7 separate regions of the Mus musculus genome follow, and regions 1, 3, 4, 5, 6 and 7 are each linked to region 2. Evidence: chromatin contacts called from public HiChIP or PLAC-seq and promoter capture Hi-C data. All regions are on one chromosome and are shown on one strand. Each heading gives the region's core, a stretch centred on a gene start, on an enhancer-like site or on the middle of the called end of the contact. The rest is flanking DNA. Distances are from core to core; before and after follow the strand shown.

Region 1 (3,346 bases), core at 191-2,690, 1.0 Mb after region 2:
AATCTCTCTGTGTCATTCTTCCAAGCCAGTCTACCTTTTTCTTTAGCTCCTCCAAACCCAAGAGGGCTCCTTAGCTTCTTTCCTAGAATACTGTTTTACCTGTGTCCTGCCAGCTGCTTCTCTGTTGTTCCTGCAAGCCCAATCTCTGACCCCAGACAAGGGGGAAGAGAAGGGAGGGGGAGAGGGAAAAGGAGAGGAGGAGGGGAAGAGAGAGAGAGAGAGAGAGAGAGAGAGAGAGAGAGAGAGCTCTATCACAGGTCCAATTTTCAATTTTGCTTATATAAAAAGTATCTCCTCCCCTAAACCCTACACAGGCTCCAACCCTGTCAGTAAGGTCTGAACCATTTTACATTCACAGAAGGGTAGCTAGCGGCAACTGACAAAGGAAATATCTATTTAACCTTTTTTGTTTGTTTTTTGGTACAGGGTTTCTTTTTGTTTTTTTGTTTTTTTTTTTTTTTGAGACAGGGTTTCTCTGTGTATTCCTGGCTGTCTTGGAACTCTCTCTGTAGACCAGGCTGGCCTTGAACTCAGAAATCCGACTGCCTCTGCCTCCCAAGTGCTGGGATTAAAGGCGTGCGCCACCACCGGCCCGGCTCGGTTTTATTTTATAAGAGTCCAAGTGTATCTTGAAAAATTACATTATACCCCTGGGATTTAGCTGCTTTTACTTTCCCGCTGAACTCTGTACTCTAGTTTTACTCCTTGCTCCTCTCTCTGGTCCTTGAGTGAGACTGAATATTTACTAGCACCGGGAGATAGAAAACATGAGAGAGATTGAGTAGCTCAAGTGCTTCAGGTCTTGGACTTCACTTAAACCTATCCATCCATCTATCGATCCATCCTTCCTTCTGGCCCGAAACAAAGACCACTGAGCATTGCTTTCATAGCAGTATGATCACTAAAGGTCTGAAAGGGTTAACTGACATTACTAGGACTGTTTTGCCCACACCTCTGTGTTCCACTCTCCAAGTAATTAACCTATCAACTCAACCTAGCCTGAAAAGAACAAGGGAGAAACAGGAAAGGCTAGGGGCAGCCCTCTGGAACCTTATCAGTAATGCTACTTTTAGTTTACAGGAACCTGTGGACAACAAGGAAGCCCCTTTGTGAGACTTCTGCGAGAATTAATGACCTCTCAGGAATGCCATATATAAGCTCTTGCCCTTGCTTTGCCAAGATGTAATTGGGAGGAAAAAGTCTTCCATGTTTTCATCTGCCTTGCTTGTTGCCAGTGGGGCTCTTTTCCTGTCAGTGTCTCTAAGTGAAAGGCGGCAGCGGAACGAGAATTGGCGTGGACTCAAAACTACATCAAGACCCTCACCACCTCCTCCTGCCATCTTCCGGAGATGCAGATGAGCGCCGAGCTCCGGATCCTCGCCACCTTTCCCCGCCACGCGGTCGTCAGCCTCGAGACCGGCGGAAACTACGACTCCCAGAATCCCTCGCGGGGCGGGAGGAAGGCGGGGAGCGTACAAAGCGGCGCTGGAAGCTAGCGGCAGTGAGGCCGCGCTTGGGGTCCGGCAGCTTGGCGTCCCCGCGGCCTGAGGCGTCAGCTGCGTGGGCGCTCACGCAGGGCGGGTCGCGCGGCGCCGGGCGAGAGGGAAGTCGTGGCGGCGGCGTCGGGAACAGCAGCGGCGGCGGCGGGAGCGTGGTGCTGACAGGCCGTGGGAGAAATGGGAGACCCAGGGCCGGAGGTGAGTGGTGGCGGCCCGGGCCTTGGCTCCGCCGAGCCCGACCCCGAAAGGTTTGGTTTGTCTTCTCAGCTTTGGGCTCAGCCGGGCGGCGGCCTCGGGCGAGTGCGGGGCCTCCGGGCCTGGTGCACGTCTGCGTGGAGTCCTCAACAATGGCGGTCCGGCCGCCCCCAGCCCCTGGCCGCCCTAGCCGAAGCAGCCGCAGCCCCGAGGGTGAGAAGGGCTTGGAGGCAGGCTGGCCTTGTACTTGAAGCCTGCATCCCCGACCCCGGGGGTTTAGAGCCTGCATCCCTGCCCCTGTAAGAGGCGGGGAGGGGAATTGTGGCAGCTCGCCTGGGAAGCTAGGTCTCTGCAGCTCCAAGACGGCTTAGCACGCCCGGCCTCCTCCATGCAGTTCCCTGGGCTGGATTTCCGCTTGGTCCTGCTGCTTCCCCTCAGGGGCTTTTGTCTTTAATCGATCCTTTTGGGGAGAATTTCTTCCTGCGATCTTGTGGCTGAATCGATAAGCGTGTTTTGGCTTTTGTTTATAGATAATAGAATCTGTCCCACCAGCTGGGCCCGAGGCATCAGAGTCTACCACGGATGAAAACGAAGATGACATTCAGTTTGTTAGTGTAAGTAGAGACAGACAATCGCGGTTTGCTGGAGTGAAGTGTGGTAAGCCATTGTATGATTAAGCCCCACCAGACAGGCAGTCATCACTCAACAGACTCAACAGATAGTCATGAATGGCGAATAGCTGTCGCACACTGATGCTGGGGACTTTCACCCTAAGGGATACCTCAGTGCTTGGGGCTACCTGAACAATTGGAGTAGGCATCCGAATTGTTTTGTGCTTCCTGGTACTGCCCAGGGCTTAACTTCTGTCCAAGAAAGAAGACACACAGGACTAGTTAATGCCAGGAGGTTGGAAGTAAGGCCTGCAAAGAACATTGCATCTTAGCATGATGTATCCTCTAATCGCTGAGGACTTCCCTAACGTCTGAGGTCATCTTGTTACATCACAGAAAATTGTTGGTCACAATGGGGAGGCCTGTGTCACCTGAAACACTGCTGTTTTTCTACATTTGTTCCTTTGGGGAGCAGGTGTTCTCCAGCGTTGAGTGGAAGCTGTAAGATCTGGGCCCCCTCCAGATCTGTTGAATCAGAAATCCAGGCTGGAGCCTAGGTATTGTTATTTTGACATACAGTGAGGGACCCTGGGATCTCCCAGCCAGTCCTAAAGTGATGGTGAGAGGGAAGGGAAACGGCTTTGGGTGATTGTCACCTATAGTGGCTAAGTTTGTACATCAGTTCTTCTTAAGTAGTGTGTAGCTAGAGAACATCCCTGCTTTATACAGCTCTCCTTGGGATGCTGTAGTTAGCTGAGCTTGGCATTGAAGCTCTCTAGTTCTTATTGGTCAGCCCAGATGTATTTGTTGACCTTGTGACCAGCTGTAGACTAATGCTTATTAAAGACCATCCTCCCACCATTGAGCCCTGATGGCGGTCAGTTGGGTATGGTGTGTTAGTGGGATTGGGAGGGGCGGCCTTCATAAAATCATTTTCTTGGCAGTTTTCCTATTGGAGTCCGTCTTTTTCATTTTGAGCTTGGAGGATCTGGAGTTAGGTTGGGGATACATTGAGTCTTGTCCCTTTCTTCCTAATAGACT
Region 2 (3,266 bases), core at 315-2,814:
TCCCACTTCCTTGCCCCTCCAATCAGTGTTCCTCATAGGCATTGTTGGTGGCTTTTGACAAGAGAAGTTCTTTACTCCATATTTAGAAATGAACTTCCCCATGTTCTCTTCTTTTTTGTTTCCACACTTAAAAATGTATGCCTTTTTTAAAAGTTGGAATCTATTCTGGTGCATGAGTTACAGATACAGTCTATACGTTTGTGGTGGCCCCAGTACCAATAATTTAGTGATCCTTCTTCATCCTCAGCTAGTCATGTTTGCTGTGGAAAAAAAATGGTGGGAAAAGCCAGGCATGGTGGCACATGTCCTTAATCCCAGCACTTAAGGGCAGAGGCAGGCAAATCTCTGAGTCTGTGTAGCATACACAGTGTCAGCTCTCAGGCTAGCAGCCAAGACATCAACATGTAGATTTTTTTTTTGAACCTTTAAGATCCAAATAATAGCACCTAGTGATATGAAATATTTTATTAGATGTCAACTTCTCCCAATTGTTTTAGTATACTTCTGGATTTCCCATTACATTCCATTGGTTCATTATTTGTGCACTAGTGAGCTTATCGGCTGCAGCCTTTAAATATGCTTTCATATCTGATAGGAAGCTTAACTGCCCCTTTTTTACTATTCTCTATTCCCAAACATTTCCTAGCATGCATACTTGATGTTGACTTTTCTGTTTTGTGAAGCCAGTGTGGTTTGGGGCTTGCTCTAAGTGCTTGTTATTTCTTAGCTCTGTGACAGATGCAAGCTTACCGGGGTAAAAATCTTTTTGGTGGCCTTGGAACTGAAAGATCAAAAAGAAAAGAGGGTGGAGAGATGCCTCAGTGATTATTTTTCTTCTCTAGACAGAATTTTTCTGCATAGCCTTGGCTGATATCAATCCTTAGACCAAGTTGGCCTCTAACTTAGAGATCCCCCTGCCTCTGCGTCCCAAATGTTGGGGTTAAAGGCTATGTTTGCTGCTTGCTCTTATAGAGCACCTGGGTTCAATTCACAGAATGGTTCATAAACATCTGTAACTCCCTCTTCTGACCTCTGTAGGCGTTAAGCAGGTACTTGGCAGTGAACACACATTCTTGCAGGCGAAACACTCACACACAAAACGAATACATCTTTTTAAAGGGGGGTGGGGAATCCCAGAGATGGCTCAGAGAAGTTTCCATCACCACCGCACGTAGGAAAGCTAGAAATCCCCTGTAACTCCAGCTAGAGAGGATCACATGCCAGCACTCTTGTGAACAACCCCACACACAGCTACACACTTACACGCATATTAAAAATAAAATCTTAGGACTGTGCTCGGTGGCTGTCGCTTTAAGGCCAGTACTCTAGAGGTAGATGCAGGAAGAGCTGTAAATTCAAGGCCATCCTGGTCCAAAACCAAACAAGGACAAAACAGGGGAAATGCTTACAACGGGCCATAACTACTTTCTACAAGGATGTTTGCAGCCCGGTTTTAGCCGGAGCTTGAGCGGAGGCTCGCAGTCTAGGCGCGCGTCCTAGCATCCGGGCATCTCGCGCAAGCCTCTCGGGGCGCGCGCGCGCAGCTGCGTCACGTGCCCGGCGCGCCCCCGGCTGGCGCGCGGCGGGCGGAAGTGAGGTCGTGGGCTGCGGTGTCTGCGCAGCGTCGGCGGGAGCGGGGGCCGCGGCGAGGCTGGCGGGCGGGCGGGAGGCAGCGCGGGCCTAGCGGTCGGCCGCAACCGAGCGTCGTCTGGGCACTGCCCGTCGCCGAGCCCCACGCCGTGCCGGCTCGGGCCGGCGCGCGCCGGTCCCGGAGGCTCAGGCCACCGTGAGTACGGGAAGCATGGGGGCGGCAGCTCGGGGCGGGCGGGCGGGCGCGGGCCGGAAGTGCGGCGCTTTGTGCAGCGCCTGGTCGGGCCGCGCGGGGAGCAGGGGCGCCGCTTTGTCCGCGGCGGGCCGGGGGGCGGGGCGGGAAGGTCGCGGGGCCGCCGCAGACCCGGCGATCCCCCTCTCGCTGGAAAACGTGGGCTTCGGAGGGTACCTTAGCAAAGGAAGGACGTTCCGGGCCGTGGCCCAGGTTCATCTGAAAAAAGAGAAGGACGACCTGCCAGCGCGTCCTCGGCTGGGTGTTCTCTCTCGTGGTATCTCCTGCATTGTCTGAGCTGATTGTTTTAAGCACTCACGTAAACATCTTGGAGTGTTCTGCGTGCAAGGAGGTTTGCTAGTGAAAAGGTTCACATGTGCGCATACACACCTTACATTTAAAAAAAATTTAAAAAAAGAAAAAAAGGTTTGGGCAGTTCCTATGCCTTAAACTCTCCACTTCGCCTTGTGTAAGATGAGATGATTTTCTGTAGTATGACAAGATTTTAAATTAGAGTAGTTCTGGTGCAAGTAATTAGGACGGCCTTTAAAACTTCGGTAGGTCAAAGGCTAATGAGTGGTTTTCCCTTTGACAGCCAAGATTTGAGAAATCTAGGCCACCTTTCCTAATGCCGAAGCTACTGTGGTGGAAATCGTTGAAGGGCTTGCTTTCTTTAGTCTTTGTATAAAGCTGGCTCATTTTTTTTTTTTCGGTAGTGTCTGTAGTTTACTCGTGCAGCATTTTTGGAATGTTTTGACATGTGAGAAAAGCTTTACGGGTGTTAAAATTAATTGTAACCAGAACCAAATGAAAGTTAAGGTCTAGTAGGCGGGGGCTTCAGGGTTTTGAGTTGCTTGTCTCTGCATTCACCTAGGAGGTGTTGAGAAGCGGTTGATAGAATTGCCCTTCTCCTGACCTCCTGCCCCTAAGGGTGGAAGTGACCGTCTGTATAAGGCCAGTGCCTGGAACCCAGGAAGGAGGAGGAAACCGCTGGCTGCTGTTACTGGACTTTTCTCCAGTCTCAGATTGGTTTGGGCTAGCTCTACACCTGCCTTTCTGTCCATTTTAATGTTAGACAGAGATGAGAAGAAGAAGAAAAAAAATGCATGTTAAAAATAATTTTCGAAGGTCCTATGGTTTAAGGGAGTTGTCTTCCTAGCTTGTCTTATAGACGGTTAATTTTTATGGCCCAGCTGAGAACAGTTTCGAAGCATGAATGTGTTAGTGTCTCAGTAGTGATGCCTGGCTTCTGTCTGTGTTCTGTAGTTTTGTTTGTTTGAGATCAGACTTCTCTACAGAAAAGCCCGACGTTGTCTGGGAAGGGCACAGACAGCAGTGAATGCTGAATTTGGTGGACTAGAGAGTTTTCTTGCAAGACTACTCTCCTTGCTATCAGACATAAGGAAAACTTTCCAATGCTGATATTTTTCTAATCAATCTGTAA
Region 3 (3,698 bases), core at 908-3,407, 1.0 Mb before region 2:
CTTCCTTTCATTTTTAGTGTTCTTTCTTGGAGGGGTGGTGGTGGTGTCCCTGAAACTCTCATCATTTGCATATCCACACTTCTTAGGTCAGGGTCCAAGAACAGACCCAGAGAGGTAGGTCTGAGAGTGCTGATTGCAGGAGAAGTGAATCAGGATTGTGTGGACAGGGTGAGAGTGGGGTTCAGGCAGAGACTGCGGAGGGGCCTCAGCTGGTCCAGTCAAGAATTCAACACATAGCTTCAGAGTTCCCAACTAATGCCTTGCAAGCTTTTCATATTCCTGTAGTCCATGTTCAACCACAAGCACCACGCAGGAGGTCTGGAACCCCGCTATATCTGGCCCCTGTATAGATAAATACAATGAAGCTGGGCATGATGGAATGTGATTGTAGTTCCAGTGCTGGGTAGGCGGAGACAGGTGGATCCCTGAGGTTAGCTGGCAGCCAGTTTAGCATGCCAGGTAAGTTCTAGTGCAGTAAGAGATTCTGTCTTCAAAATCAAGGTGGATGGTGGAAGGAGGATACCCAGGGTTATACTGTGACCACCACATATATGTGTACACATTTGTGTGACCTGCACATATACAGAAGGAAGGAAGGAAAGAAGGAAAGAAGAAGGAGGGAGAGAGATGGTAAAGTACTAGGGTTAATATGCTACTGGGCTGGGGAAGGGAAGAAAGGAGCCTGAGGCCAGGGCATTAGGGAGGACATCCTTAATTCCAGCAAACGCGAGTAAAGACCATTACCCAAATTCTTTTAGTTGAATTAAGCAAGCTTTATTTTCTTTCAGACAGAGCTGTCTCCCTAAAAGCAGGGATTTGAGGAAATAGCAGTGAACATAGAGACCATGGGGTTTATATAACCCCCAAACTACCAGGGCTTTTCAAGGGTTGTGTGTGTGTGTGTGGGGGGGGGTCCAGAGGAATTTTGGTTATGTAGGAACTTGGCTGAACGCTTCAAAATACTTGGCAGAACATATTATCTTATTGGGGTGGAGGTCAGGGTATAGGGTGTGGAACGTGTCAAATTCCAGAAAATAGGTCAACCCCAAATTTTACGAAAACAGGAATGACCTTACTTTGACCCTCTAGTTTTAAGATGGAGTCAGGCTGGTCCATAAATGGGCAGGGCCACTAAGTGCTGTCACTGTACAGATAGGACCCCGGTTTAAACCGGTTTTCTGTACCCAGACTTGTTAACTCTTCTTTTTCCCTGTTCCTTTCTTTGGGGTGTCTAGATGTGTTAGGTCACGATTTCTATTGTTTTACAACCTTAGATCCGGGGACTGTGAGTGAGTAGGTGGGTGTGTTGCCATCTCTCCATCACCGTGGCAAAGAAAAGCTTCAGTCAGTTTCCCTCTGAATTTTGCAGGCTCTACTCTCTAATCATTGAGTCAGCACAGCACAGTGGAGAGTGTGGAGCCGAACAAAGCTGCTCTCCTTGTGACTAGCATTCAAAAGAGACAGGAAGGGCAGGGGAGGTGGCTCAATGGGCTTGCCTTGCAAGCGTGGCTGATCTGTGCTTTGAGTTCAATTCCCAGGACCCTCTTTAAAAACAAAAAAAAACAAACAACAACAAAAACATCAGGCACGGTGGGACACATCTGTAATCCCTGTGCTGGGGAAAAGAAGACAGGCGAATCCCTGGGGTTCACTGGCCAGCTGACCCAGGTGAACGGGGCAAGTTCCAGGTCTCAGTAAGACATCCCCAGAACTAAGGTGGTTCAGGGGAATGAGGCCTAAGGTTGTTCTCTGTTTTCCACAGCACCCCTAAAAAAAAAGACACAGGAAGGGGGAGGGCTAGAATTCCACAGGAAGAGGAGGGGCTAGGGTATCACAGGAAGAGGAGGAGCTAGCCTTTAAAGGACGTATCGTGACCGACCATGGATGAGGGGGCTCAGAATGAGTTAAAAATCTCTGCTGCACTTGCAGCTACGTCTCATGTGTGGCACTTTGCTTCTGTAAACTTGCTTACTTCCTGTATCAGCTAGCAGTCCCCTCACCCGCTACCCTGCGCGCCCTTAGACGAACAGTTGCAAAGTAATTGTTCCAGCCATGTCAGTTTTCCTTCAGTAAATATGCTCAATCGTGATCCTTAATCACATACGCTAAGCCCACCAATGACAGAAAAAGGAAAAAAAAAAGTGATGCCGTACAGTCTATAAATATAGTGAAAAACTGTTGGATCAGGGCCCAACTCCTCAGAGCTTTAGCTCAGACGGTCTGCCAGCTGAACCTGCTGGCATAATTTAAAAATGAGCTCTCCAGCTCTCTGGGTTCGATTTGTTTTCCTGAAGGTCTGATTTCTGCAATACACAACACACACAACTCCCCCTTTTGCTTTCACTTTTAAAATCCCCACTAGTGCCATTGTGGTGATCAAGCCAAGATCAAGCCTTTAGGGGATAGATAAGATCCAAACTCTAGTACTGTACACAGTTAGTCAAGAGGGTAGTTTTAAAAATAGCTCAGGGCTTCACTGTGCCATGTCTGGTCTCAGAATCTCAGATTCAATATCCCGAGACAGCTTGGCTTCTTCTAGAATGGAATAATAAGCACGTCCCCCTTCAAGATGCAGAATGGAAGGGGAACGTTGACCTTTCGGTCCAGACATCTCCAGTGTATGATGGTTTGACTGTATGGCAGATCACAAGTGATACGTGGTCGGAAGAAAATGTTATTTGAATGCTGACTTTTGATGTTTTCCCAGCTACAGTAGGGATATAGTTCACTTTTGAGATGCTTGGTAGTGTATTGGCTCCATGGTGGCTATTCTGCTAGGAGAGGGTAACAGAGGTATACTAGAACCTGTTTCTGCCTAGATGTTTAGCTTGCTGTGGACTTGGGAGACATCATCCATCGCTACTTAAAGAACACCCAAAGGAGGCAGGCACCTTGTGATACTCAATCTTGATTGCCAACTTGGTGGTAATTAGGATCACCATGGAAACAGACCTCTGGGCACGTCTATAAGGGACCCTGTAGATTGGGTTGAGTTGGGAAGACTTGCCTTCAAGGTGAGTGGTGCCATGCCATAAGCTAGAGTCCCGGACTGAATAAAAAATAGGAAGTGAGTGACACGCCAGCATCCCTCTGCTTGCCTGCTGGCTCTGTGTCCAGTGTGACGGGCTGCCTCTAGCCCTGCTACCCTGCTCTCCCAGGCACGCTGCACTGTGCGTTTAAACCGTGACCAGATGAATTTGTCCTTTTTTAAATCTTTTCATTTTTGTCAAGGATTTTGAAATAGCAATTTGAAAAGCGACCAATACGTGCATGCATGAATGACATTTCCTGGTTCCAACTACGTGCATGCATGAATGACATTTCCTGGTTCCCACCACACTCTGGCCTTGTTACTGCTGCCCTGCTTACAGTGAAGGACCTCAGATATAAGTAGAATAGTAACCACTTTTGCCTTTGTAGAGTCAGAAACTGGGAAAATAGGGTTTCACTTGACACCTGAAGTGCTGACTCATCTTGGGGCTTTGGGTCTAAATATGGGTGTTTTGGGTTAGGTTTTAGTAAAATTTTAAGCCTGTATATGATCTTAAACACTTCACTCAGTTATTCTCTGTATATCCTAGAGTTGATTATCTATTATCAGGCAACGAAGTACCAAGGAAAAGACATTTTTAGAAAGATTATGGTGGTTGCTGGAGCCTGCACAGTTTGTTAAGAGAAGACATGCCTCAGTGATGGTT
Region 4 (3,384 bases), core at 257-2,756, 1.1 Mb before region 2:
GACTGAAAGAACGCAGAATTAGAATTCCAGGAAGTTAGTTATTACGGCCTGTCAGTGACTGGCCGCTGTTTGTTCCTGGTGCTGTTGTTGGATATGCACTTTGGGAGCATTAAGCTGTTTTCCAAGAAGGGAGGGAGGTGCGGTGCATTGTGGGACATCTAAGGGTCAGCAGAGACCTGGGTTCACGTGTCTCCCTGCTCACTCCACAGTGGAGGAGGCTCGGCTTCTCCTACATCTTCTGTCGTCCACTTCCTGTGTGGGGTCCACATCTATTTCTAATCCCCCAGCGTCTTGCACATCTGCTGAGGTTCTGGCCCATTTCCCTCCTGGGTAGGCAGCTCAGCACTTCCTGCCAAGAAGCCTTAGGAGTGTGTGTTAAACACTCGGAACTCATTAGTGGTTTGCCGGCTGCGTCATTCATTTGCTTAACAGCCATGGGAGAAAAGAGAGTTGGTGCCTGGCATTACCATGGCCCTCAGTTTGGTGATGCTGACTCTCTTTTATGAGTTTACTTGGCACCTGGGTACCCTCTCCGTGAAATGATTCTTTATGCTCTCTGTGCCATTTCTAAATGGATTGCTATTTCCATCACTGAAATTTAGGATCTGTTTTTATATTCAAAGGTGTTTTGTTTTGACAAGGTCTCATTATGGGTGACTCAGAACTAGCTATGTAGACCAGGCTGGCCTCAAAATCCTAGAGATCTGCCTGCCTCTGGCTCCAGAATGCTGACACTAAAGGCGCACCACACCCAGCTAAACACAAACTTTGATAGATTATTTACAAATACATAAATTTTATAAAGTTCCACACATTTTATAAATTATGCACCAAGAATGGTTCTCTGTATATGCTAGAAAGAAGTCATTATCAGATAAGTGTTTGGCTTTCTCTTAGGCTAGTTTGTCTTTCCTTGTCTTAGCAGGGATGCTTATAGAGTGTTGTGTGTACGTGTAGTAGTAGTAGTAGTAGTAGTAGTAGTAGTAGTAGTAGTAGTAGTAGTAGGTATGAATTCATATGCATGTCTGTGGAGGCCAAAGGCCAAAGGTGGATATCTGGTCTCTACTCTATTTATTTACTTGAGACAGAGCATCTCACTGAACCTGGAGCCTGTCACTTTGGGTGGACTGGCTCAGAGCTCCAGGAGCCTGTTAACCTGTCTTCATCTCTGCAGCTCTGGGATGACAGGCAGGCACCACCATACCTGTGCTGAGAGCGGTACTTTAGGTTTTGTTTTTGGAGACTGCTGGGGCTCAAACTTGAATCCTCTGTGTGTATCTGTGTGTCAAGTACTTTACCCACTGGGCCATTGCTCAGGCTTAGAGCTGTAAATTTTGATGTAGTCCATTTGGGGAGAATGGGAAGGAGAAAGTGGCTGAGTGGGGGCAGGGACCCCAGGCAGCAGGTTTGAGGAAGTGCTTGCTGGAGCCCAGAAGAGAGTTCCCAGCTGTGTTCCCTCGCTGTCTCTTATTAAAGGAGGCCCGAGGCTCCACTTGAGGCCACACGATGAGACTGAAGAGGAAGCTGGACACCGGGTTTGACAAAGTAGACTGATCAGCTCACTTGCCTTCTACCCTCCGTAGCTCACCCCAGTCTTTGTCATACTCCTTTAAGAAGACCCCTCTCTGACTAGCAGCTAAGTGGTATCCTATTTCTTACAATCCTTTCCGTTGTACAGGAGTTCTGAGACATCTGCCTCTCTCACTTTTGAATATAACAACACTCTCTGAAACTCATCCTTTGAAGTCTACAAATTTCATTCTCTGAATTCACAAGAAAAGGACCCCAAAGCCACTGGTTTGTTGTGGCTCTAGCAGCTGTTGAGCTCCTTGAAGCTCAGCTCACTGAAAAAGCCTCGCATCTCCCACCTTGATGCAATGTTGTGGCAGCCCGCTTTCCCTTACTGTGAGTAAGTCATGGGCCTCACAGCTTTAGAAGTAAGTGGTTGTGATTTGAATTAAGGTGTCTCCCATAGTCTTTGATGTTTGAATGTTTGGTCCCCAGTAAGCAGCAGTGTTTGGGGTGGCTTAGTGGGCATGGCCTTGCTGGAGCCTAGGGGCAAGCAGGCTTTGAGATTTCAGAGTCCCGGCCATTCTCCGTCAGTCTCCTGTTTCCTGCTTGCAGTTTGAGGTGTGAGCTCTCAGCTTTTCTGCTGCTCTGCCTGACTGCTGACACACTTCCCCACGATGATGGTGACGACTCTTCTGACTCTGGAACAGTAGACCCAAATAACCCCATCCTTCCATAAGTGGCTTTGGTCATGTGTTTTCTCAGAACAACAGAAAAGTAACCCAGACAGGAGTTGACCTGTTGCTTTTGGGCCTGTAGCAGAGCAGCACATGCTGGTGGGAGTCTTTGTGAAGGAAGAACAAGCTACTTTATGACAAGGAAGAGGCAGAGATGGTCCCATACGTGCCAAGGCTAGCCTGTCATCCAGTTTCCCGAGGAAGGCAGGGAAAGAGGTCAGTGATCAGCAGGGCCAAAAGTTGCTGGCTTCTGGCAATGTAACCCCTGCTGACAGCAGCAGGGGAGTCAGGAAAAAAGCTTAGTTACCTGGGTTCTTTTCTCTTTGCTTCAAAGGCTTCGAACTGGCCTGGCTAGAGGCTTGGAGTTCGTTAACTCTTTGTGAGCCAGAGAGAAAAGAAAAGGGAGAAAGTCAAGGACAGACACACACACATACACACACACACTCACTCTTTCATGCACACACAGATGCACAGACACATAGACATACACACAGACATACAGGCACATGGACTTATACACAGACACATAGACACATACACAGATACACACACACAGACAGACACACATACAGACACACACACACAGACACAGAGAGATGAACAGACACAGACCCAGACACACACACACACACACACACACACACACACACACACTCTGGTTGGGCCTGACCACCTGTTTATCAATTTCACAAGTGCACATGTATATACATACTCATATACCTACATACATATAGACAGACATATAATACATTTGGTGGATGGAACACGGCTCTAGCAACTGCACTTAATTTTTTTCTTTCAGCCCTTTCATGCCTTCTTAGATAAAGTTCTTTATAAAATTGCCTCATAGATAAAATGTTACACAAAAGGGGAGTTACAGAGGATATTCATAAGAAGTTCAAAGCAGTGTTTCATTCTATAAGCTCATTGTAAGTTCAAAGCAATAGTTTCACATGGCCTTGCTTTATCATAGTGCACACCTGTGGCCTCATCCTTGAACCTGACCTAGAATGAATGTTTTTCCTTGATCACAAATCTGTCCCAAGCCTATTTCTCTTCTTAGTGTAGTTTATGAAAGCTCACTGTATTCCTTATTATGCAGCCTTTATTTACTATGTTATGAGGTAGGGAAATTCTG
Region 5 (3,319 bases), core at 4-2,503, 1.2 Mb after region 2:
TATTTAGTTTTGTTTTCTTTTTATTCTTTGTGATTTCACTTAAATTTCCATGGTGTCCTCATTCTAATCACGGTATCTCTCCTTCTGTGCTTCAGCCCCCCCCCCCCCCCACACACACACACAAGGCAGTTAATATATTTTAGGAGTGTCTATGGATTTGGTGATGATAATTGTATATAGGCCACAGAGGAGAAGTGAGTACCCTACTGTCATACGAAAGAAATCAGGCCAGTGAGGTTGGCAGAATGGAGTCCCCTGTCAGGAATCCTTTGGAAGTCACCGTTCTTTTATGTGTAAATTGGGGCTAATTAACTAGAGTCTGTTTTGTGTGGCTTGAGAATAAAAATTGACAGATAAACAGGTTCCGTTTCAAGGGACAGCCGCCGATTTAGTCTATCTTAGGTGGGTACTTTGAGGCTTCAAAGTACTAGGATATACTATGCATTTCTAAACCCGACCACTCCCAGCCCCATCCCAGAGCTTGTGGGTGGCTTTTGTAGGGGGACACGCCGCCTCGAACACACTGTAGACCGCAGCGGCCGTCCAGGCTCTTAGGACGCCACCTAGCTGGCCTCGCTGTGGTCCCGGAGCGCTTTTTGCTAAGTCCTGCAGGTTCCTCCGCTCCCCGAAGTCTATGCTCGCTCGCGTGTTCCCTGGCGAGCATCGCGCGGGGACGAGCAAACCGACGTCATTCTTACAGCTCTTTTCTCGTCCGGAAGATGAAGGCAGCGTTGCTAACAACGAGGAGGGACAGTCCTTGTGTCGTGGGCAAAGCGGACACGGCGGCTCCTTCCCACCTCCTGGAATGACAGAGGGGAGGCCACCCCCGGTAAAGCGCCCGCAAGCTTCCGGAGCCTCAGTTACCCTGACTCTGGCTGCAGCGCGGGAATGTTTGCCGTTTGCACTGCAGCCCCAAGCCCAAAGGCGTCTCCGCGCAGAGAGGGCACCTGGGGTTCTGGAAAACAAAAACAAAAAACCCAACAAAATCTCCATCACTTGCATTCAAGATATCTTAGGGCGGGTGTTGCGGCTCAGCCTAAGCCCAGCACTTGTGGGAGGTTGAGGCAGGAGGATCGCCACCAATTCCAAGTTAGCCTGGGCTTCGGTGCGAGACATGGTCTCAAAAGAACTCACATCCGTCAACAAAACAAAAAACAAAACCAGCATCAAAAAGTCGGTCGGCGTGCAAAACGCTCCAGACGCGCACTACCTTCAGTCGCTACCGCGCCACACCGCGGTGGGCGGGGCGCCAGGGGGTGGGACCTCTGCGCATCACTTCCGCTTCCCGTTCCAAATGAACTCTCCCGCCACTGGGAGAGAGCGGCTGTCAGCGCGGGTGTTTCTTTCAGCCTGGCTGCTGGCTGGTTAAACAATCTACTGCGGCTTTATTTGGGACGGAGAGAAGCCGTGGAGTTGGAAGCTTGTGAGCTGACCTGGTGGGACCGAGTGACAGGTGGTGTCGGGTCGGAGGGAGGCTCCGGGTGGGATGGCGGGGAGGGCGGCCCGGGAAGGCGCTGGGGCCGGAAGGGAAGTTAAGGCACTTTTGACTATTCTGGAAAGGCTGGATTCCAGAGTTAGAAGTACGAGAAGTAAGCCTCTCATCTAGGTAGAATCTACTTTGCTTTACCTTGATTTCAGGAATTTAACACCCCCCTCCCCTCAAACCTCATCTTGTCTTGGGTTCGCACATGCCTGAGGGTGGCAGGCAGCAACACTTAGTGATCACTCTTTGGCTTACAAGGGCCACCGTCTACATATACCCCAGTTTGAGCCCTTCCCACATTCGCCCCTGTTATTACAGATGTGTATAGAAAATCTAGACAACACAGCAGGGTCTAGGAATAATCCCTTTAAAAAAGTCTGTGCATCCAATATTTTGTGTTTCCATAAATATTTACTCTATTGACTCAGCCTTTTTCCGTCATTTTAACATATATATTGCGTTGCCACCTAAGCACTATATATTGCAATATATACTATATAACATATATATATAATTTATATAATATATAATATAAATATATATTTATATAATTTATTTCACTGCTTTCAAAAGGTGGTCAAGATGCAGTTCTCAGGAAGGATCCGGAAGAAGCTGCGATTGGCGGGTGACCAGAGAAATGCTAGTTACCCTCACAGCCTTCAGTTTTACCTGCAGCCGCCTACTGAAAACATATCGTTGACGGAGTTTGAAAACTTGGCTTTTGACAGAGTTAAATGTAAGTGGCATTTAAAGTCCAATGTTTGTGTCCTTGAGAAGTGCAGTTATCACACGATGAATAAAGGCAGTTCCTCTTTGTTCAGCAGCCCATTCAACATCCGTTGGTGATTTGCTGTTGAAGGTTTGTCATTCACTTCTTCACTGTAGTATGCACATTGAGTACTCTGCTTCCAGGTGGCAGGGACTTTGTAATGAGTAATGCAATTAAGGTCTATGTTGAAACTGTATTTGCTATGTGGAGACAGACGTGTAGAGTTAAAATCATACATCAGATTACTTTCTGCTTTGATAGAAGTAAATATTAATGCCCCTGGAGTGTAAAAGTGAGAATAACTAGCTTAGTCTACTTAAGGAAGGTTTCCTAGAGAAGTTGGAATTTGGTCTGGTTTCTGAAGAAATGAGCAGACAGTAGGGATTTCCCAGCAGAAGCAGTGAAGGGCTTTTCCAAACTGTGATAATGGTCTCTACAAAGGCTTGCGGCTGTGAAAGAGAGCTATGCTTCCGGTGTGAGTAGTTGAGGGAGAGTGGAGACGTGTGGACATTTGAAGGCATATTATAATGCGCAGGACCGAGGTGTGAGAAGGATGCAGCCACTGAACTGGAGGCCTCTTATCCTTTGTGTGTGAGAGAAGAAATGAAGGAGCTAGCTATGAACTGAGACAAATACAAGCCCTCTTAGAGTTTATGTTCCAGAATATTCTTGCTGGAGTAATCAGGAGATGGGAAAACACTGTTCATTTTTCTTAGAGCAGCAAGATAAGAGCTGTCAACGCAGGAGAAAGCACTTATTACTGTCCAATGTAGTGAAGGCAAGAGGGGGGGAAGGGCACAGGAGGCTTAGCAGTGTCACATGTTTCCTAGTGGTTGAAACCCTTGGCTTCGTCGTGTCAGATGGAACCGCAAGGACCCCTAAACAGTGGTGGTGCTAGTGAAGGGCTTGAGAGATGCCAAGTAGGTGTCATGAAGAGTGGTTGGAGGTCAGGACTGAGGGAGCCGGTACGGCAAGAAGGCATGGGAAGTGGAGATGCATGTGGAACATGGTCGTGTTCTTAGGTGGCAGTGCAGAAGATTCATTTCTGGTGTTGAAGCATCATTCCT
Region 6 (3,421 bases), core at 430-2,929, 1.1 Mb before region 2:
GCTCTGGGTCTATGTTGCTGCAGGAGCTCTGGCAGGATAAATCCCTGAGCATGCAGATGGTACCGTCAAGGAGGAGAATGTCCCCGGGGACAGCTTCATTTCGAGACTTTTTGTTAAGTGGAGGATCTGAGGGCAGATGCCAGAAGTGGTCTCTTGGTGTCCCTTCAAGCAGTGTGGCGTACTTATGGTGCGACTCAAGCTTGTTCCATAGAGTGGGTGGTCAACCTGATGCATTTGAGAACAGGGAGTCTCAACTGAAGAGTTGCCTCCGTTGGATTGGCCTGTGGTCATGGCTGGGAGGATTTTCTTAATTGATAATGTAGGATGACCCACCTCACTGTGGGCAATGCCACCCTGGGCAGTGGGCCTGAGCAATATAAGAATGGTAGGTGAATATGAACCCCCAAACAAGCCAGTAAGCAGTGTTCGTCCGTGGTCTCTTCTGTTTGGGCCTCCTGGTTCCTGCCTGGGCTTCCTTCCGTAATGGAGTGTAACCCATCAGCATTTTCTGAGTTGCTCTTGGTCTGTGTTTTACCACAGTGGTAGGAAGCAAAGGAGAATATCAGGTGTGCCCAGCTTTTGACATTGACATGATATCATCATCTACAAAGTTCTTGTTCAACAATTGCACAGTTGAGTTATGGTGTGTGTATGTTTTAGTGTGTGCACATGTAGAAATTAAAGTCAGGTGTCTTTCTCACTCTCTGCCTTATATTTTGGTAACGTGTTCTCTCACTGAATCTGAAGCTATCTGACTCAGCCAGGCTGGCTGAGCCCCCAGTACCACTTGCTCATTCTTGTCCTGAGCCTGGATTCTAAGCACATGCTCTCTTAACAGTTAGCGTTTTACCTGGGTGCTGGAGGTTAAAGTCAGCTTCTCATGGCTGAATGGCAAATATTTCTGAGCCATCTACCGCCCCAGCCACATGATAATATTTAAATTTGTTTTTACATTTATTTAGTGTATATATATATATATATATATATATATACATATATATATGTTTGTGCATATATGTACATGTATGTGTGAGGATATATGTGTGTGAGCATGTATGTGAGCATGTGTATGTGTGTATGTGTGAATGTGTGTGTGTGTGTGTGTGTGCATTTGTATCAGAGAAAAACTTGTGGGGATCAGTCCGCACTTTCACGATGTGGGTTCTGGGGATCCAATTCTCTTACCATCAAGGAAATTTGTTCTAGCCTGTTTTCTCTGCCTATTAAAGGGATAAACGGTGGGAAAAATCTGTCACAGTGTGCAGCAGCAGGTAACTCTTACTAAAGGTGAAAAAACTCACACACAGAAGAGCCAAGTCCTTTCTCTCTTGGATGGCTGGGATGGGCCCCCTGTTCCTAATTTAGGATTGGCCAGTTTCCAATGGTTCTCAACTTTCCTGATGCTGTGACCCTTTGGCACAGTTCCTTGCAGTGTGGTGATCCCCAACCATGAAATTATTTCATCCCCACTTCATAAGTGTTATTTTGCTACTGTTATATAAATCATGATGTAAATGTTTGACGTGCAGGACGTCTGATATGTGACCCCTGTAGGGGTGAAGACACACAGGTTGAGAATCTCTGGTGTAGACAAAGAAAGGGAAGCTGATAAGTCCACAGCTTTGGGTAAACACATCTAGGTCTGGCCTTGAGCTGTATCTGGCTAGACTGGACCCATCAGCTGGAAGTGGGGGAGGGGGTGGTGGTGGTGGCTGGAGAGCTGCAGGCAGGAATGAAAGCCTGCTAGACCTTAATCAGGATGGGGAGGAAGCCAGAAGAATAGCATTTTTCATGCATCTATTTGTGGCGCTTTTGCTTTCTGTCTGCCATCAGGGATCTGACTAGCTCTTAGTTCTTCAGCTCAGGGTGTTGGGCTTGCAGCAAGTATCTTTGCTCTCTGAGCTATCTTGCAACCCCCACACCATACTATTTTAAGTAGGTTTATAATATTGGTTGGGGCTCCCTTCACAGCTATGTTGGGCTGTGTGCAGCCCATGGGCCGTGGGTTGGACACTCTGGACAGGGTCCTGAGAGGCTTCTAAACACAGACACTTGGGGAAGGGCATCTGAGTTCTCTGTCTCTGAACTCCATGGGCTACCTGCTCTGGTGTCTCCCTGGGAAGAAAAGATGGTTTGTCTGAGGCTACAGTGATGTTCCAAGAAAGGCCCCGCCCCTTCTGGGAAGGAAGGAGCAGAAGAGGCCAGCATGTAGGCTTTGAGAGCAGCTGGGCTGAGCGGAGAGGTCAGGTGAGGGGAGCAAACACTGCCGGGAAGAACATATTGATTTCCTCCTTTGAAAGCTGGCCTGGAGTCCTTCATAATGTGTTCTCCTGAGGCTGACAATACCCATTCCCATCACTGTCAGGGAAATGGATCTGTAGCACTCTCTAACAGAAAGCAAACACTTTGCTGGGGATGTGCAAAGAGGGATTGGGTCTGTCCCCAGATACTTTCTGGAGGCCACGATGGTGACTTTCTGGAGACAGAGGATGGCAAGATGCACCAGCTTAGCCATTTGTAGACATTATCTGTGTGGGACATTGTTAACAAGCAGTCACTGCCCAGGGGGCTGTGTGTTGATTGGTGAAGCACATGGGGGGAACTAAGGGGAGTCTGAAGGTGAGAGGGCTCAGGAGAGGTAGCACGGGATTCCCAGAACAGGAATGGCCTTGAAGAATCATCAAGGCACAGGAATACCATGCACAGCACCTGGCCAAGGGGCTCCGGGCAGGGAGTTAGTGAGAACCTGATGTGCCTGGATCCACAGAGTAAAGAGGTTGCAGAGGTGAGCAGAGGCAGACTTAGGGCCAGCCCAGGTGTATATTGAAAAGCCCTCAGAGACAGAAGGGGTGGTGTAGCTCACTGATCAGCCAGGGTGTCCATGCTGGACCTGGAGCTAGACAAAGAGACCAGATTGGGTCACTGCTTTGCCTCCGGAAGACTCATCCTGAGACTCTTGCAGCCCCTGTGAGAGGCCCCAGGGCCAGTGTCCTGGTGGCTAAGATCGCCTTGAGGCTGGCACTACGTCAGTCAGGAACTACCACATTAGGAAGCCACAAAGAGCATTCGTTGTGATATCTACTCAACCACTCATTCATGTCTCTGCAGGACCATCAATAATAAGGTCTACTGGGTAATTCCACAGCTGGTGGGGTGTTAGGCTCTCCTTGGTGTGACAAATACTTGGGACAGTCAAATTTAAAGGAGGTACTGGACTGGGACAATGGCTGGGTATAGTGTTTATCTGGCAAGTGTGAAGGTTCAGAGTTCAGATCTCCAGGACTGACATAAATGTTGGGTGAGCATATTGGCCTATCTATAATTCTAATGCTTAGAGGGCAGAGACAGGCTATATTTGTTACTTCTTGTTGCTGTGATTAAAAGTCCATGGAAGGAAGACTTTATATGAGCTCATGGTTCC
Region 7 (3,324 bases), core at 405-2,904, 1.3 Mb before region 2:
ACAAGAAATATTATCGAGCTGGAGAGATGTTCTCTGAGATGAGGACCACTGGCTACTTTTCCATAGCACCAACACCCACACCCACATGGGTGCTCACACCTGCCTATAAGCCCAGGTCCAGGGCACCTTTTGGCCTGTGTAGGCACTGTTTGCATGTGATATACAGACATAGATGCAGGTAAAACACCCATACACATTTACAAAAAAAAAAACAAAAAATACATCTTTTTTAAAAAAAGAAAAGATTGACTTATTTTATGTGTATGAGTATTTTGCCTGCATGAAGGCCAGAAGATGTCAGAGTCCCTGAAACTGGAGTTACAGAAGATGGTGAGCCACTGTGTGCATGAAGGGAACCAAACTCTGATCCTCTAGAAGGGTAGCCAGGGCTCCTAACCTCTGCGACAATCCTCAGGGCCCTAAGTAACTCCTTGTTAAAATGAGCACACACAGAGATGAATGATGGCTGCGGTGACTTCAGTTTTATTCCGTGTTTCTTGGCTGCAGAGAATTGGAACCCTGCCTGCTCCTCTCCTGTTATCTTAAGATGTCGTCAGGATAGTGGTGGCAAATTGTTATCATTTATCAGTTTCAGTGATCTTTATCACTGGATCTTTTGAGTTAGCCAGATTTCTTTTTGTCTTTCTTATATTTATTTTATGTGTGTGAATATACTGTTGCTCTCTTCAGACACACCAGAAGAGGGCATCAGATCCCATTACAGATGGTTGTGAGCCACCATGTGGCTGCTGGGAATTGAACTCAGGTTCTCTGGAAGAGCAGTCAGTGCTCTTAACCACCAAGCCATCTCTCCAGCCCCTAGATAGAAATCTTGCCTCAGAAATTAGTTTCCTTGTAAGACAACAAAATAAAAAGCTGGCCAAAGTGAGCCGTCAGAGCAGGCCATAGCCTGCAGGTGTGTGATCCTCTTGGCCATGTGCATGCGCCCTCTGCGGCATCTTCCACTCTCTCTCTGGGACACTGGCCTGTTCCATCCATGACCTCTCCCACCATTCAGTTGGGTTCATTGTTGACATCAATTGATGGTTTGTCTGTAACAAGTGTCTCCTCTCCACTCAGTGCGCTGTATGTCGTGGATCTGAAGAAGTTTAGGAAAATAGCTGCTGGAGACAGACTCAGGGGACAGTACCAAGGTCTGAGCCAGGATCCCAACAGTCTTTCAAATCTTGATCAAGTAAGTGACCGTTGACATTACACATACAAGTATGCCATTTGTGTCTGAAAATGAAGTAGTGTTTGTGTGCTTTCTCAGAACTGAACTATTTCTTCATGGAAAGTATGTGAGTGTGAGTGTGAGTGAGTGTGTGTGTGTGTGTGTGTGTGAGAGAGAGAGAGAGACTTGTCTGATCCCAAAGGCTCTGAGACTGTCAAAAAGCTCAGAATTTACACTAAAAAGTAGTAAAATTTTCTAGCCCTGACTGCCCTCCATGTCAGAACTTTCAGGAAGGCTTGCTGAATAACTTTTCCAATAACAAGCATTTTCAGAAGTAAAATTACAGGTTTGTTTCGTTTGGGTTTGTGTTCTGTTTATTTGTCTTTATGTGCATGGGTGTTTTGCCTGCATGTAGGTCTATGCACTGTATGTGCAGTGCTCCCAGAGACCAGGAGAGGGAGTCTCAATCACCCTGAGCTGGAGTGACAGACAGGTGTTAGAGCAGCCAGGGCTCCTACCCTCACCCTTCTCCTCAGCCCCAGTTGTAGCTTTAAGTGTTTTAGATATCTACTGTCAATCTGCTGCTGCAGCTGCTGTTTTGAGACCAGGTAGCACTTAGTAGCCTTGGCTGGCCTGGAACTCTCTTTGTAGACAGGGCTGGTCTAGAGATCCACCAGCCTCTGCCTCCGTAGTGCTGAGATTAAAGGCATGAGCCACAATACCCAGCTTGTTTAAAGTCTTTCTTAAAATATGTTGTTGTTTATTGTGATATGTAGCATCCATTAAAAGAATCCATCTTCAGGTGTATCAAGGAGTCACTACAAAGCCAAGGCTATAACCAGAGCCCCGTGCGTCAGGAGCATGTCACTCCTGATAGCAGACTGCTGCCCTGCTCCCTGACTGTGGCAGGCAGGAGGCAGCCCACTTGCCACTCTGTAGACTCTACTGAGCCTGCTGTCTAGCCTGGACACCATGCTTCTATTTAGCCTCTTGGCCTCTGCTGACCTGGGGATGTGTTCCCTCTACTCACTTTCCTTTGTAGTTTTGTGCCCTTCACCAGCCGTTCCCCATTCTATCTCTTCCTTCCTGTAGAGCTTCCTGCAGCTAACCACCTTCACTCAGCTCGCCCCCCCACCCTGCTCAATCTTAGTAGTTTATTATTTTAGTCTTTTGTCCTTTGTTCTTTGTGTTTCCTGTCTAGTTAGTTTAGTCTTCTGTTTGTCCTTCATTTTAATTAACATATTTGCTTCCATTTTAGTATTTTTTGTTTTCAGTCTGTGCTGGAATCCTCTGTCCTTTATCTTTAGCAGCTGTCTCATGCAGAGTGACAGTTTGCACTGCCAGGTCTTTGACCCACCTGCTGGCTCTCATCTCATGACCTCTGAGCATATGACTGCTTTTGTTCATGTTTTCTCTCAGCTGTTTCTTTTCTTTATTTTTTTCCTTTTATTGAAAATAATTTTCCCCCTCACATAATATATCCCGATTCCAGTTTCCCGTTCCTTCCCCTCCTCACATTGGATTCACCTGCTTTCTGTCTCTCAGTAGAAAATAGCATCTAAGGGATAATAATAGAATACAGAATAAAAAGATAAAACAAAAGCTAACACATTCAGAATTGAACAAAACAAACAGGAGGAAAAGAAAAGGCACAAGAATCAGAAACCCACTCATTTATTTGCACACTCAGGAATCACATAAAGACCCTAAACTGGGAGCCATGATATGTATGGCTGTAAGACTGTGTTATATTATAAAGTATATTATGTATAATTATTATCTTCCCGCAGAGTAGAAAGTGCAGGTTCAGCAGTATCTAAAGTTTATTTTGTTGACGGTTTGATGAAGGAAATTGTCTCAGTTACTTTTCATTCCTATTTCTGTGAGAAAACACTATGCCCAAGGCCATTGATAAAGCCTTTAACTGCGCCTATGGTTTCAGAGAGTTAGAGGCCTTGATGGCAGGGCAAAAAAACCACGGCAGCAGAAACAGCTGAGCGCTCACATCTTTACTATAAGTGGGAGATGGAGAGAGATACCAGGAATGGTGTAGGTCTTTTGAAATGTCGCAGTCTGCCCCCAGTGACACCCTTCCTCCAACTAGGCCATACCTCCTAACCTGTCCCCATACAGAAAGACGGTTGTGAGCT

The links. Promoter capture Hi-C pulls out the DNA fragments that hold promoters and counts their contacts. HiChIP or PLAC-seq counts read pairs in DNA pulled down with a chosen protein or histone mark.
Region 1: a contact with region 2 is called in an H3K27ac HiChIP or PLAC-seq map of regulatory T cell precursor, with 7 times the contacts expected there. The contact joins the promoter of Zfp451 here to the promoter of Fam168b in region 2. A contact is called at or near these places in 2 of 39 promoter capture datasets (the C10 cell line and cranial neural crest), 2 of 115 datasets of contacts at active chromatin or transcription factors (regulatory T cell precursor and thymic regulatory T cells) and 1 of 9 other capture datasets (liver).
Region 3: a contact with region 2 is called in a promoter capture Hi-C map of embryonic stem cells, with 4 times the contacts expected there. The contact joins the enhancer-like site here to the promoter of Fam168b in region 2. A contact is called at or near these places in 4 of 39 promoter capture datasets (the 3T3-L1 cell line, embryonic stem cells and hippocampal neurons).
Region 4: a contact with region 2 is called in a promoter capture Hi-C map of the 3T3-L1 cell line, with 7 times the contacts expected there. The contact joins the enhancer-like site here to the promoter of Fam168b in region 2. A contact is called at or near these places in 3 of 39 promoter capture datasets (the 3T3-L1 cell line, cranial neural crest and embryonic stem cells) and 4 of 115 datasets of contacts at active chromatin or transcription factors (astrocytes, embryonic fibroblasts, embryonic stem cells and 1 more).
Region 5: a promoter capture Hi-C map of pre-B cells shows a contact between it and region 2, with 4 times the contacts expected there. The contact joins the promoter of 1700001G17Rik here to the promoter of Fam168b in region 2. A contact is called at or near these places in 1 of 39 promoter capture datasets (pre-B cells), 1 of 484 Hi-C or Micro-C datasets (CD4 T cells) and 1 of 9 other capture datasets (adipose tissue).
Region 6: a promoter capture Hi-C map of liver shows a contact between it and region 2, with 3 times the contacts expected there. The contact joins the enhancer-like site here to the promoter of Fam168b in region 2. A contact is called at or near these places in 3 of 39 promoter capture datasets (cranial neural crest, hippocampal neurons and liver) and 2 of 115 datasets of contacts at active chromatin or transcription factors (embryonic stem cells and neural tube).
Region 7: a contact with region 2 is called in an H3K27ac HiChIP or PLAC-seq map of T-cell acute lymphoblastic leukemia, with 7 times the contacts expected there. The contact joins the enhancer-like site here to the promoter of Fam168b in region 2. A contact is called at or near these places in 9 of 39 promoter capture datasets (the 3T3-L1 cell line, cranial neural crest, embryonic stem cells and 5 more), 10 of 115 datasets of contacts at active chromatin or transcription factors (T-cell acute lymphoblastic leukemia, astrocytes, differentiating embryonic stem cells and 7 more) and 2 of 9 other capture datasets (embryonic stem cells and macrophages).

Annotation. Positions count from the first base shown.
Region 1 is chr1:33,812,689-33,816,034 of GRCm38.p6, reverse strand. Zfp451 (zinc finger protein 451) reads left to right here and starts at 1,440. Exons shown (of 15, transcript NM_133817.3): 1 at 1,440-1,697; 2 at 2,225-2,308. The coding sequence starts at 1,677.
Region 2 is chr1:34,841,348-34,844,613 of GRCm38.p6, reverse strand. Fam168b (family with sequence similarity 168, member B) reads left to right here and starts at 1,564. Exons shown (of 7, transcript NM_174997.2): 1 at 1,564-1,786.
Region 3 is chr1:35,848,525-35,852,222 of GRCm38.p6, reverse strand. No RefSeq gene overlaps it. Among named protein-coding and RNA genes, the nearest start is that of 1110002O04Rik, 20 kb to the left of the region's middle. Within about 2 kb of position 2,157, at least 39 of the 459 cell types and tissues checked have an H3K27ac peak or open chromatin away from gene starts, as enhancers often do. A contact at or near this core is called in embryonic stem cells, where this site is marked.
Region 4 is chr1:35,970,458-35,973,841 of GRCm38.p6, reverse strand. No RefSeq gene overlaps it. Among named protein-coding and RNA genes, the nearest start is that of Gm39622, 12 kb to the right of the region's middle. Within about 2 kb of position 1,506, at least 45 of the 459 cell types and tissues checked have an H3K27ac peak or open chromatin away from gene starts, as enhancers often do. A contact at or near this core is called in embryonic fibroblasts, where this site is marked.
Region 5 is chr1:33,667,758-33,671,076 of GRCm38.p6, reverse strand. 1700001G17Rik (RIKEN cDNA 1700001G17 gene) reads right to left here and starts at 1,253. Exons shown (of 1, transcript NR_033199.2): 1 at 365-1,253. Prim2 (DNA primase, p58 subunit) reads left to right here and starts at 1,283. Exons shown (of 14, transcript NM_008922.2): 1 at 1,283-1,453; 2 at 2,057-2,219. The coding sequence starts at 2,066.
Region 6 is chr1:35,925,174-35,928,594 of GRCm38.p6, reverse strand. No RefSeq gene overlaps it. Among named protein-coding and RNA genes, the nearest start is that of Gm33176, 15 kb to the left of the region's middle. Within about 2 kb of position 1,679, at least 35 of the 459 cell types and tissues checked have an H3K27ac peak or open chromatin away from gene starts, as enhancers often do. A contact at or near this core is called in liver, where this site is marked.
Region 7 is chr1:36,147,916-36,151,239 of GRCm38.p6, reverse strand. Uggt1 (UDP-glucose glycoprotein glucosyltransferase 1) reads left to right here. Exons shown (of 41, transcript NM_198899.2): 38 at 1,081-1,195. Among named protein-coding and RNA genes, the nearest start is that of Mir6897, 5.3 kb to the right of the region's middle. Within about 2 kb of position 1,654, at least 36 of the 459 cell types and tissues checked have an H3K27ac peak or open chromatin away from gene starts, as enhancers often do. A contact at or near this core is called in T-cell acute lymphoblastic leukemia, pre-B cells and pro-B cells, where this site is marked.